Regions from separate parts of the Sus scrofa genome. Here all the other regions are linked to region 2. A link is a contact called in public Hi-C and HiChIP or PLAC-seq data. All regions are on one chromosome and are shown on one strand. The core of a region is the stretch at or near the end of the contact, and the rest is flanking DNA. Distances in the headings are between cores, read along the strand shown. Region 1 holds the start of LOC100514530 (cytochrome c oxidase assembly factor 4 homolog, mitochondrial). Region 2 holds the start of FAM168A (protein FAM168A). Region 3 holds the start of RELT (tumor necrosis factor receptor superfamily member 19L).

Region 1 (3,880 bases), core at 685-3,184, 210 kb before region 2:
AAAACCTGAGAAAATCAAGAACGAGAACCTGTTTGACAACAGAAGTGCTCAGCTTTCAGGATTTGGATTTGATAACCTAAAGACGATTATGAGAGCTTTAAGCAGAAACATTTAGCAGACAACTACTTAATCTCTCGAATTTGAAGAGAGGTCAGAACTAGAGCTATAGATCTAGGAATCATGAGCAGGGAAGGGCATAACTGAAGCTATATAAATGTTTAGAGTACAATAAAAGAGTCTCATTAAATGCATCGACAATGCCTCCATGAACAAGTCTTGCCTTCCAAATTGAAAACCAATCTGAAGGCCTTCCCCTAGAATGGAGTTGGAATGACACCAGTACAACACAGAATGAAGAACATTTGAAGACTCAGCACTGTGCAAGGAGTCTGGGCCAGGAGAAAGTAGGAAGCTCTCTTTCAGAGGTAGTAAATCCTTTCTCTAAAGGGAAGTCATACAGATTTAAAGACATTACCTGGGGGGTGACAGCTCAGCCAGGCCTCCCCTTCATCCTTCCTATGAAGAGAGATAAAAATCTACTTAGGCTCATTCAGTGTCAAAAAGGATGCTACTGATGCAGGTGAGAAAGACTGCATAATTTCTAGTTTGGCCACAGTACTCAGACATGATCTAATCTAACATCTCATCTAGGCATAGACAAACTTTGTTTACTTGAAGAAATATCTGCAGATTAAGTGTTTAATGCATAGATTTGTTGACTCAATGAAGCTCAAATATTTCATTAAATATTTGATGAAATGCTTATTAGCTGCAGAATCTTGGGCAAGTTACTTCCTGATTCTGGACTGTGTTCTCTCAAAGGCACTTGGTGGTCCTCAATAAATGTCATTGTTCTTCCTATTACACATCCTGTGTTACAGTAACATGTTTTTATTTCAGCCCACCTAGTAAGCTGTAAGTTTCTTAAACACAGGAGACTATGTTTTATTAATCTTCACAACTGTTTCAATTTGAAAAACTTATTAGTAATAATATTTGCCTGAGTTTCTACTGTGGCCTGGTGGGTTAAAAAAATCCAGTGTTGCTGCAGCAGCACAGTTTACAGCTACTACAGCTAGGATTCAACCCCTGGCCAGGGAACTTCAATATGCAGCAGGGGCAGCTATTTAAAAAAAAAAAAAAAGCACCATTCATGACACTGCTGTACTCACTCTGGTGCCCACCATAACTTACACAGTATATGACCAATAAATATATGTTAAGTGAATAAATGGTTTGCTGTGCGTTTCCAATTAAGCTGTTAGCTGCTGCTACTTTTTTTTAAGCTGTTAGCTTCTTGAGAGCAGGAACCACCCCTTAAGTTTAGAGAACACATCTGAACTCCACCGAATATTTATCTAGGTCAGAACCTAGACAAGGTAGGCATTACACTGTTTCCTCAATGGAATTGTAAAACATGACTACTAAGGGCCAAGGAGAATGCAAGGATTCCATCACACACTCAAAGTTATTGTGGTGGTGGTGAGTATACTCGGACTTTTGCAAATAGCTGAGGACCAATAAATATTTGCTAAATGACCATGACTACTTGCAAAGAGTCTTCCTGCCTCCTGTTTTCCTGTCTTTTTCTAACTCACTGATCCTATTCTGCCTCTGGGATCACACGGAGCATATGAGTTTCCTTGGCCTCAGCACGGCTCTTCTGAGAATGAAAACCTGACCATGAGGGTCTGAAACATATTTCTAGGCCTCAACAACCGATAAACTAACTCCTATGGATATCCTGGATCGGGCATGGCTCTCGATAACGCAGAGGTAACATCCACTACCCGCCTCGCCTCCTCCGTCCCAGTCCTGGACTTGGAGTCACCTGAGGGCTTGAGCCCAGTCGCTCTGAATCCTCAAAGGCGCCGCCATCTTGACCCCGCCTCCACCAGCCCGCCTCTTCCGCTCTACCCCGGAAGTGGGTGCCCCCGAAGGCGACGCGTGCAGAACGAAGGGCGGGATCTACACCAAGAGGCCACCAATGAAATGTGGCGGGGGGGGGGTCCTCTTCCCCTCCCTACCCCTTTGCAGGCGCGTGCATCTCACAGTAGGCTTGTTCCTGACGGGAGGGTCGGAAGAGTTCCAATTGCCTGCAAAATTGACGCCGTTGTGCAGGAGGGCGCGCTTGGGTCCTCTAGTTGGCCTGTTGGGTGAGCACTGTGTTCCAAGTCCTAGCGCGGTGAAGCATAGCGGGCGCAATCGGGATGTGCCCGGCGGCTGCGCGCGCGCATGCGTACGCTCTGTAGTGGGGAGAGGACTTTAAGTAACTTTGCCGCCTGGATTTCTCTGCTTTTCCATTCTTTCCATGCCTTCCTAGTCCACGCTGGCCTCCGCGAACGAGCTGCCGACCATCGAGCCTTCCCTAAGCAAAAGTCTTTCTCTTTTTAATCCAGTAAAGACTGAAGCCGGGTCGTGGTGGGGAAAGAAAAGGCAGCATTTATTTGAGTCCTGTTGTAGTCTAAGCACATATCACTTATTAGCATATTAATCCGTACAGTAACTCTGCGAGTTAAATACTACCTTAGAAGGACACTTTAAAAGATTACATGCTAATGCGTGTGCATAGCAAGGCGAGGTGCCTGTATTCAAACCTGGATTTCTTGGCTTAGGATCCAAGGCACTGTTCTTCCTACCGTACTTGTTCTAAGAGGTTTGCCTCTTGCCTTTAAAGAGCTCACAGTGTTTTTAGGAAGAGGAAACATGTATAGTAATAGGAGCTATCATTTACTGAACTCTTTGGATGTGCCAGACTCCTTACATGCATTATCTCGTTTAGTCTTGATCCTGTGAGGTAGATATCTTTTTTTCAAGAGAGATTATGAAGTAATTTGCTCAAAGACACTCAATGAGTCAGTGACAAGGCTGTTTCCAGTCCAAGTCTGTTTTCGAAGCCCATTTTCCCCTCTCCCTTAGGTTATACTGCCTCCAAAGCAAATGTGTTTTGTGTAGGGCTATAGAGTGCTTAAATCCTTCTTGTGACTTCTCACTTGCTCTCTGAACACCCTAACATGATTCACAAGGCCTTGCCGTGATCAGATACTTTCTCATCTCACCAGTTTCATTAATTTTCCTGTACTCACTTTTCTCTCATCATGTAGAACTTTCAGTTCCTCTCATGTCAAATTCTGTCTCAGAACCCCCATCGTTTTCTTCCATTGACCAGGAATATCCTTTATATCTCTGGCCAACTCCTATTTATCCTTCAAGTCTCAATTTAGAAATCACTTTCTCCAGGAAGCCTTCAGGTGTCTAGTCCTGCTCTTGTCTGGCTTAGGTATTCCTCTGCTCTGTTCCCCATCTTCGCTTTTTGTACACACTGTACACAAGTAAATAACCTATTTACTTGTCTAGCTTGTAAACTCTATAAAGGCAGGAACTGTCTCTGTTTTGGTCACTCATGTATCCTCAACTCTAGCATAGTGCTTGGTATGTGATAGGTACTCAGTGATCATTTGTAGAGTGAATCAGAGACCCAGGAGGGGCATTAAGGAGCCTTAGCTCATTTACAGCCTATGGTTGTTACAAAGGCTGAGGTCATTTCTCGCTGCCTTTCTTCAGTTCCTTCTGTATGCTACCTTGTGCTTGGTGTCATGAAGCGGATGATTGTGCTCACATAGTCTGGGCGGTTACACCTCACATTAGGTACCCTCACACCTCACGGACTCATTGCTTGTCCTGGACCCTCTATGCTCTGTGCCACAGCCACACAGTTCTCTTCATCCCTCCTGTATGTTAAACCCTACCCATGGTTGGGTACTCTCCCAAGTGTTAAATTTTGTCATTCTCCAGCCATAGAATTTAAAAAGATAGCTTCTCCAATAGGAGAAAAGAGATAGCTACCCCAGAGGGTGACACTTCACCTAATTCATGTTCT
Region 2 (3,816 bases), core at 43-2,542:
TCCTCCCCACAGTGATCCCTAAAGAGTAGAAACAATTGCTATAAGAACTCAGATATAAGGAAAATCAATGTGTCTAAAATGTTCTGGGGAGGGTAGGACTTTGGCTTGAGTTTCAAGAATGAGTAGGAGAAAAGGAGGAAATAGGTGTGGAAAGACCAGAAGGAAAAATTTGAGAAGAGACAATAAAAATTGAGAAAGCCCTCCCTACTAACTTAATGTTCTTTTATGATTCTACATGACCACCATTCATTGTTTTAATAGTGGAAATGCTGAGCTCACAGAAAAACCAGGCAGTCTTGGATCACCACAGAGGGCAACAGAAAGCCATGGAAAGCTTTTAGGTAGCAAAGACAAATTGTTGTTGAATTTGGAAATTATATTTTGGAAAATAGTCTTAAAAGCTTAAAAACTTATGTGCTCTTTTTAAACAATGCAGGCAATATTAAAATAAAAGTTATTTGAAATCTGACACTTTTCTCCAAGATAATGACAGATTATTTTGGGAAACCTCTTTCCTGAAATCTTATATTGTCCCAAGCTTCACATAAATTGGATCATTCTAAACATACTGTTCTTAGCATTTCCCCCGCTCTAGAATAGATTTTGATGTCAAGAAACAGATTCATATCAGTATTTTGAATGGCTGCTTAGTAGTATATTGTTTGTATATGCAATTTACTTTAACCAGTTCCTATGGATGGACTCTATAATCAACAACCTCATATAACAACCTTGTGCATTCATCTTTTCCAAATTGTTGATTTTCTTTTTAAGGTAAATTCTTAAAAGTAATGAGGCTGCGTCAAGAGGTACGCTTTTTTTTTTCCTTTGGGTTCAAGGTGCCAAATCGTCCGGATTTGCAGAGAGACCAGGAGGAGCCGCTGCGTTTGTCTAGTGAGAGACAGTGGCGACGGAGATGGCGAAAAGAGTACAGACTCCAAGGTGAACTAGTCTATCTAGGCCTGTTCTCGATGGGTTGGCATATTTCCTTCCCTTTTTTCTCTCTTTCACTTCTTAGGCTTAACATGGAGGAAGAACTGAGAACTGCATCTCCCAGCGTTTCACAAGAACCACGCTCCCTGGGAACTGTAGTACAGAGTCTGAGAAGGGCCCGGAAGCAGGGCGCGAGGCTGTGAGGGCATGCTGGGAAATGTAGTTCGGCGGGAAGTGGTGGTAGTGGGGGGGTCTATATGGGAGTGTGCGCGTGCCCGCGAAGAGACGCCACAAACATGGTCCTTTGGGGGATGGGGCAGCGGGGCGACCTAATTTTCCCTCGTATGTGGTCTTTGAGTCTACAAAAGCCCCCCGCGGAGAGCTGGCTTTATTCCATTGTCTGTGACCGGGAAGAGAGCGGTCCCTCCGCAACGAGTGCGGGGGCGGGAGGCGCAGGCTGAGCGCGGGTCGGAGCGGGGCATGCCGGGAGTTGTGGTCCAGGCGCGCTGAGGCTGTGGGATGTGTCGCGGCGCCGCGCCGGCTCCTCCTTCCCAGCCCTTCTCAGCGGTCCCCCGCCCCTTCCCTCAGCCTCCTCCTCCCTCGCCCGCAGCCCAGCGTCCCCTCCCCCCACCCGTCGGGCTCCTCGGCGGCTACTGCAGAGGATTCAGAGCCGAGTCGCTGAGGAGGAGGAGGAGGCTCCCGGTCCCTGCGCGCCATCCGCCTCCTTACTGGACACGGGCGAGGGAGCGAGAGCGTCGCCTCCGTAGCCTTCAGAGAAGACAAGGGCATCGTCGTCTCAGCCGCCGCCGCCGCCGTTTTCGCCTGCAGCGGCTCACCGGTGAGGCGATCCCCCCCCTCCCAACGCCGGTCCGCTCTCCCTGAGCCTGGGCCGGTGGTACTGGGGAGAATGAGAGTCGGGGCACGGAGTGCCCTCGCGGGCTGGGGGAAGGGGGCTGAGGTTGCGATGGAACGGCGGGCTGGCCGGGGAGACTTGTCCTGGCGCGGGCTGGGGGTGGGGTGAGGGTGGGACACTAGCAGGTTGGGGGGGAGCGGCTAGGGAAGGGGACTTTTAATGGGGAGTGACCAGACCTGGGACAGGAGCGTGGGGTTGTAGGATTGGGGTGGAATTTGGGTGGTTTGGGGCGAAATGGATGATGAGACTGGAGGGGGATGGCTTCTAATGGGGGAGGGGACTGCGTGAGGGTGGTGAATTTGGGGTTGGCCTGGAGCAATTGACAGCTTGGGATCCGGGCCGGGTTGCGGGGTCGGGGGTTTATTTGAATAGAGAGTTGGATTACAGGGTTAGTAGGACCCTCGGGGGATGTTAATTAAGGAGGGCGGAATTTGAGGTGGACCTCGGGCTGGCTGATGAAGGTGGTAGGAGCTGGGGGTGAGGGGCTTGGCCTGGGTTGAGACCTGAGCTTGAAGTGGGCGCTTGCCATCTGGGGATGGTGGAATTTGTTGCGACTTATGGAATAGCGTGGCTTAGGAGAGCAGAGGTAGGTAGAATTGGGGGGTTTCCTGGGAAGTGCTTATGGAGGTTGGAAATAGTGGGGGCGGGACTTTCAATGAGGGAGTGTGAAGGTGAGCTGGCAGGAGGGGGGAAATAAGTTAGGCCGAAAAATGGGCAGAGAAGCATTGCCATTTGGTGGGGAGAGCACAGTGGGATGGGATTTAGAGTGATTTTAGAATTGCTGGAAGGGGCATGGTGGCCCCCTGGGTCGGGGTCAGGGCAGAGGGCGCACAAGATGCTTCTGGGCTGGACACACTGAAGGAACAGTGGCAGGTGGTGAGCAAGGTTGGGGATGATATATTGAAGAAAATATCCCTTGGCCAAGGTGGCGAGGGAGTTTTGGAGAAAATGTCTGATATGAACTGATAGGACTCAAGAGGTAGTTGCTGATAGTGAGGTAGCCGTTGGGGCTAATTAAGGAGTGGAAAAACCTGGGGTTGCTGGTATGGATGGGGCAGGGAGGATGGAGAGGGGCAGTGAGCAGTGCTGGGAAGGGGTGGATTGAATGATTCTGGAGAGGAAGGATTGGGATGGCTTCCAAGAGACACTGGAGGGTTGGGGGTTGGACTTAAATGGACAGCTTTGGAGGCCATGGTTGGGGGACCTTGCAGGGGACAGAGAAGGGACATTAAAGACTGTTTTCTAGAGGACTTGTTAAGCTGTTTTTGTTTCATTTGTATTAGGATCATATTTAAAAGTAACACAAAGGGTAAAGTTGAGAGGGGTTTCAGTTAAGGTAGAATAGAGGAGAGGGAAGTGTCTTCTATTATTCATATATTATGAAAAGCTAAGGGGAAAAAAACCCACTTCCACACTAAAGGGGAAGAAGATGAAACTGGAATGTGATAGCTATCTATTTGATGTCTCTGCTGTCTCCTTTCTGCCTTCCCCCAGGTGCATTTAAAAATCAGTCCTGGAATTTGGCATTAAATAGATTTGATGAGCTTGAGGTAGTTAAGGGAGCATTCCCTGCTTGAGAACTGATGAATGAGACTGAAAAATAGGAGGCTGAATTTATTTCCTAGTCAGGCAACGTGCATGTATTCAGAAAGAGCTCAGGCCTTTTTTTTTCTTCTCCTCTTAAAATTGATTGCTTGAAGACTCCATTTATTGGTGTCCTGGTTTGCAAGGCAATTAGGCCCATCATTGTATTGCAGGCTAATAATCCTGAGATGAATCTTGGCACTACCGCTTTATGTAAACAGAGAGAAGACAGGAAATATGGAAATGTCATAAATATTCATTGGTGAGATGGTTTGGTATTGATGGAGTTTTTCATTTGAGTCTCTTTTGACGTTACTTGATACGATTTAAAATAATTGGACAGTACTTCTATAGATTGAATTTTTTTTGCAGGAATTCAGGAGGTT
Region 3 (3,522 bases), core at 766-3,265, 240 kb after region 2:
CTCTGGGTGACCTTGGGCAAGTCACTTCACTTCTCTGAAAAAGTCACGGCATCTCAAAAGCACCGCGAGGATTCAACAAGAGCACAGCACCAAGCGTGCAGCGCAGCCCTGGGCACTGTCCCTCCAACGCTGCCCCCGCCCAGGAGGCAGAGGGTGAGAGCTGTGAACTCCCGGACCCTTCAGCAGGTGCCCCTGCACCCGGGCACCTGACTCGCATTCCCCTCTGCATCCAAGAGACCCTTCCGAAGAGTCCAATCCAGTGGAGAAGAGGCCCTGCTCCAGCTCCTGCTCTCAGAGACGGCTCGTGGGGCGCCTGCTCCCCGCTCCCATGAAGGGAGCTGAAGACATGCCCCGGGCCAGTCGATGCCTACGGATCAGAATCTTGGGCTTGGTCTGTGGAGCTGTGCTTCTAACCCTGTCACCAGCACCTGGGTGCAGCCCCGGGCCACTTTGTCCCCAGCAGATAGCTTGCCCCCACCCCCCACTGCAGTCCTCCTGCCTGAGGGAGGGAAGGGACAACAGAGACAGCTGACCCCAAACAAAGAGGATCCCACAGCGATGATTCACGGTCCATTCACAGCCCGACACCTCAGGTGCAGGAAGGGAGACTGAGGCCCAGCCAGGGCGGGTCCCAGAGCAGGCCTGTGCCCGCCCCAGGGAGAAGGGTGCCAGGGGCCAGAGCTGTGCCAGGCCGCCCGGACCTTCTCTCTCTCCCTCCCTCTCTCTCTCTCTCTCTCTCTCTCTGTGAGAAAGAGAGAGAGAGAGAGAGGTGGATACCTGAAGGCCCCTCAGCTCCTCAGTTGCATCCAGATATGGCACCCCTCTGCCAAGCCAAGGCACTCAGGATCCACGCACCCCAACTAAACTGAGCTAAGGGGCACCTTCTTGGGGACAGCCCTGGAGAGACCTTTGCCGTCCCCCCACCCCCACCCCCGCCACGCTAGCAGGTGTTTGAGGTCCCTCCTCTTTCGGCCTCTTATGCAGGGACACACACACACACACACACACACACACACACACACACACGGCCCCACCTGACCCCTCAGCGGCCCCACCTGACCCCTTAGCGGTTCTTACATGGATCTTCCAGCCTCTGGGGGCTCCCTCCCTCCATTGCACACTCTGTCCCGTTAAGGGGACCCTGGCCCTGCCCTGGTCACGCCCCAGGCCGCACACATACCCAGTGACCGCAGTGACCCAGGGGCCCTCTCGCAGCGGGCTGGGGTCGGAGTCACCCGCAGGGACCCGGGGGCTCTTTCTCACACAATCACACGCACACACTCCGCCTGTCACAGGCACACAGAGCCCCTCTGTGTCTCCCGTTCGGCCCGGCGTCACCGCTGGGTCCCGGCCCCACGTTCGCCGGGGCTGGGCCGCCTCACGCGCCGTGTCACCCACAGTCACGGGCTGACACCGTTCGGAACCACCCCTCTGGCCGCCCCCGGGCGCCGCCGTCCCGTCCCGCACCCAGTCCTGGTCTCGGTCCAAGTTTCCCGGGCCGAGGGCGCCTCCAGGGTCCGCCGGCTCCTCAAACTGCAAGTTGCGCCTCTGCTTCCCCACCGCGCACGGCCGGGCCTGGAGTCGCGGCCGGAGCACGCGCAGGTCCGGGGGCAGGGGGCTCAGGGCCCCGCGGGCGTCGGTGCGCGCAAGACGCCAAGACGGGACGCGGGGGCGGCGAGGGCGAGGGGGGGCGCCGGGACCGGGCTGCGGCATCCGCCGCGCCGGCGAACTTCCTCGGGAACGCGGGGAGGCAGGGGGCGCCGCTCGGGTCCGCAGCCCTCTGGCCCGGGCCGCGAAGAGCGGCCTCGGGGCCTGGGGCTCTCCGCGTCCTCCTTACCTGGCCGCGCCGCGGCAGCTCCAGCAGCCCAGCTCCGGGTCGTCGACGCGGAGCCGGGCCCGGGTTCGGCGAACGCACGGGCGGCCGCGCCGGCTGCGCGCCTTTTGAATGAATCGCCGCCCGGGCCGGGCCGGGAAGGCGCGCAGCCCCGCCCCCGCGCGTCACGGCCGCCGGCCCCGCCCCCGACGTCAGAGCCCGGGCTCGCCCCCGCCTCCCGCCCCCGGGCCCTGGAACCCGCTGCCGGGCTCGCGCTCTCCCGCCCCGCGGCGCTGCTCTGTGTCGCCATCTCTCTCGCCCCCCGAGAACTGCAGGGGCCGGCGCCCTCCTGCCAGGCGCCAAAGCGAGAAAGAAGGGGTTGCAAGATGCAAAATAGACTGGAGACTTGGATGCTGCTCGCAGACCTGTCACCATTGCCAGTGCAAACGGGGCCACCGATGCGCCTCCCCGGGTCTCGTTTTCCTCCTGGAAATTGGCAGCCAGGGAGAACGACCCCACTTTGCCTCTCAAAGAATTCCAGGCTGGCCCCCGGAAACCCCGATAGCCTGGGGAAAGTGAATCTGTGATGGGGGCCCACTTGGCGGGCTCCTGCACATTGTTCGGGGCTCAGCCCAAATCTCCTTCCTCCAGGAGGCCTTTTCTGTCTCCACTGCCCACCCCACCGCTCTCTGCCCGGAAAGGTAGCCTCTCCTTCCAACAGGACAGGTGACACACTCTCCCTTCCCTACCACCAGCTGTCCCACCCTGCAGATTCTTAGGGCCGGCTATCAGAGTGCCCCGCGGGGGGGGGGTACCCAGGACCCTGGGCACTCTTCATATGGTTCTCCCAGCTTGTGCCATACGATGGGCCAGAACTGGAGGCCGCAGCTCAGGAGTCAGGCCTTCCCCGATTGAGTACCATTTTGGGGATCCCAGGTGGCCCTCCCAGGACAGCAGGGCTGGGAGGGCTTTGGGCTGGGGGCAGAGACCTGGCTGGATCTGGATAATCACAGCCCATGGCAGAGATGGAGGAAGGTAAATAAATTGTTAGGGATAGACTGTGGGGGAGGGGGAGAATGCCAAGTAAACCACATCATAGAATCCGGGCCGTGAGGTGAGGGGGTGGGGAAGGCCAGGTCCCCGGGATCCAGGAGATCCCGGGAGGAGAACTGGATACCTGCAGACAAGAGGGACTGTAAGAGTTTCCATTTCCCGGGGCCAGGCCCCGGTTGTGGAGGAAGGGCAGAAGGAGCGCCAGGTCACCCATGGGATCAGAGCCCCAGGTCCCTCATAAATTAATGGAGACCCCCCAGGGCTGGGTGACGGCAGGGGTGATCTCAGGAGGGAGTCCGGAGAAGGCCCACACTGGGGACCTGGTGAGGGGGCTAGAGCAGCCCAGGAGGTCCTCTATCCCTGCACATATTTTCTTTCTTTTCCTTTTTTAGGGCCGCACCCACAGCATAAGGAGGTCCCCAGGCTAGGGGTCAAATCAGAGCTTCAGCTGCCGGCCTACACCACAGCCACAGCAAGGCGGGATCTGAGCCGCATCTGCGACACATCACAGCTCATGACAACCCCAGATCCTAAACTCACCAAAGGAGGCCAGGGATTGAACCTGCATCCTCATGAATACTAGTCCGGTATATTTCTGCTGAGCCATGGAGGGAACTCCCAAATATTTTTGTTTGTTTTCATTTTTTAGGGCTGCA

The links. A called contact is a pair of places that touch in the nucleus more often than the background predicts. HiChIP or PLAC-seq counts read pairs in DNA pulled down with a chosen protein or histone mark.
Region 1: a Hi-C map of liver shows a contact between it and region 2, with 4 times the contacts expected there. The contact joins the promoter of LOC100514530 here to the promoter of FAM168A in region 2. A contact is called at or near these places in 1 of 5 promoter capture datasets (liver) and 1 of 47 Hi-C or Micro-C datasets (liver).
Region 3: a contact with region 2 is called in an H3K27ac HiChIP or PLAC-seq map of skeletal muscle, with 2.4 times the contacts expected there. The contact joins the promoter of RELT here to the promoter of FAM168A in region 2. A contact is called at or near these places in 1 of 47 Hi-C or Micro-C datasets (embryonic fibroblasts) and 2 of 2 datasets of contacts at active chromatin or transcription factors (alveolar macrophages and skeletal muscle).

Annotation. Positions count from the first base shown.
Region 1 is chr9:8,279,223-8,283,102 of Sscrofa11.1, reverse strand. LOC100514530 (cytochrome c oxidase assembly factor 4 homolog, mitochondrial) reads left to right here and starts at 1,934. Exons shown (of 2, transcript XM_003129636.4): 1 at 1,934-2,156. It overlaps PAAF1 (proteasomal ATPase-associated factor 1), which reads right to left and starts at 3,485. Exons shown (of 12, transcript XM_003129635.4): 1 at 1,832-3,485; 2 at 476-516. The coding sequence starts at 1,878.
Region 2 is chr9:8,069,487-8,073,302 of Sscrofa11.1, reverse strand. FAM168A (protein FAM168A) reads left to right here and starts at 1,292. Exons shown (of 8, transcript XM_021062480.1): 1 at 1,292-1,771.
Region 3 is chr9:7,831,880-7,835,401 of Sscrofa11.1, reverse strand. It overlaps RELT (tumor necrosis factor receptor superfamily member 19L), which reads right to left and starts at 2,015. Exons shown (of 11, transcript XM_003129644.5): 1 at 1,838-2,015.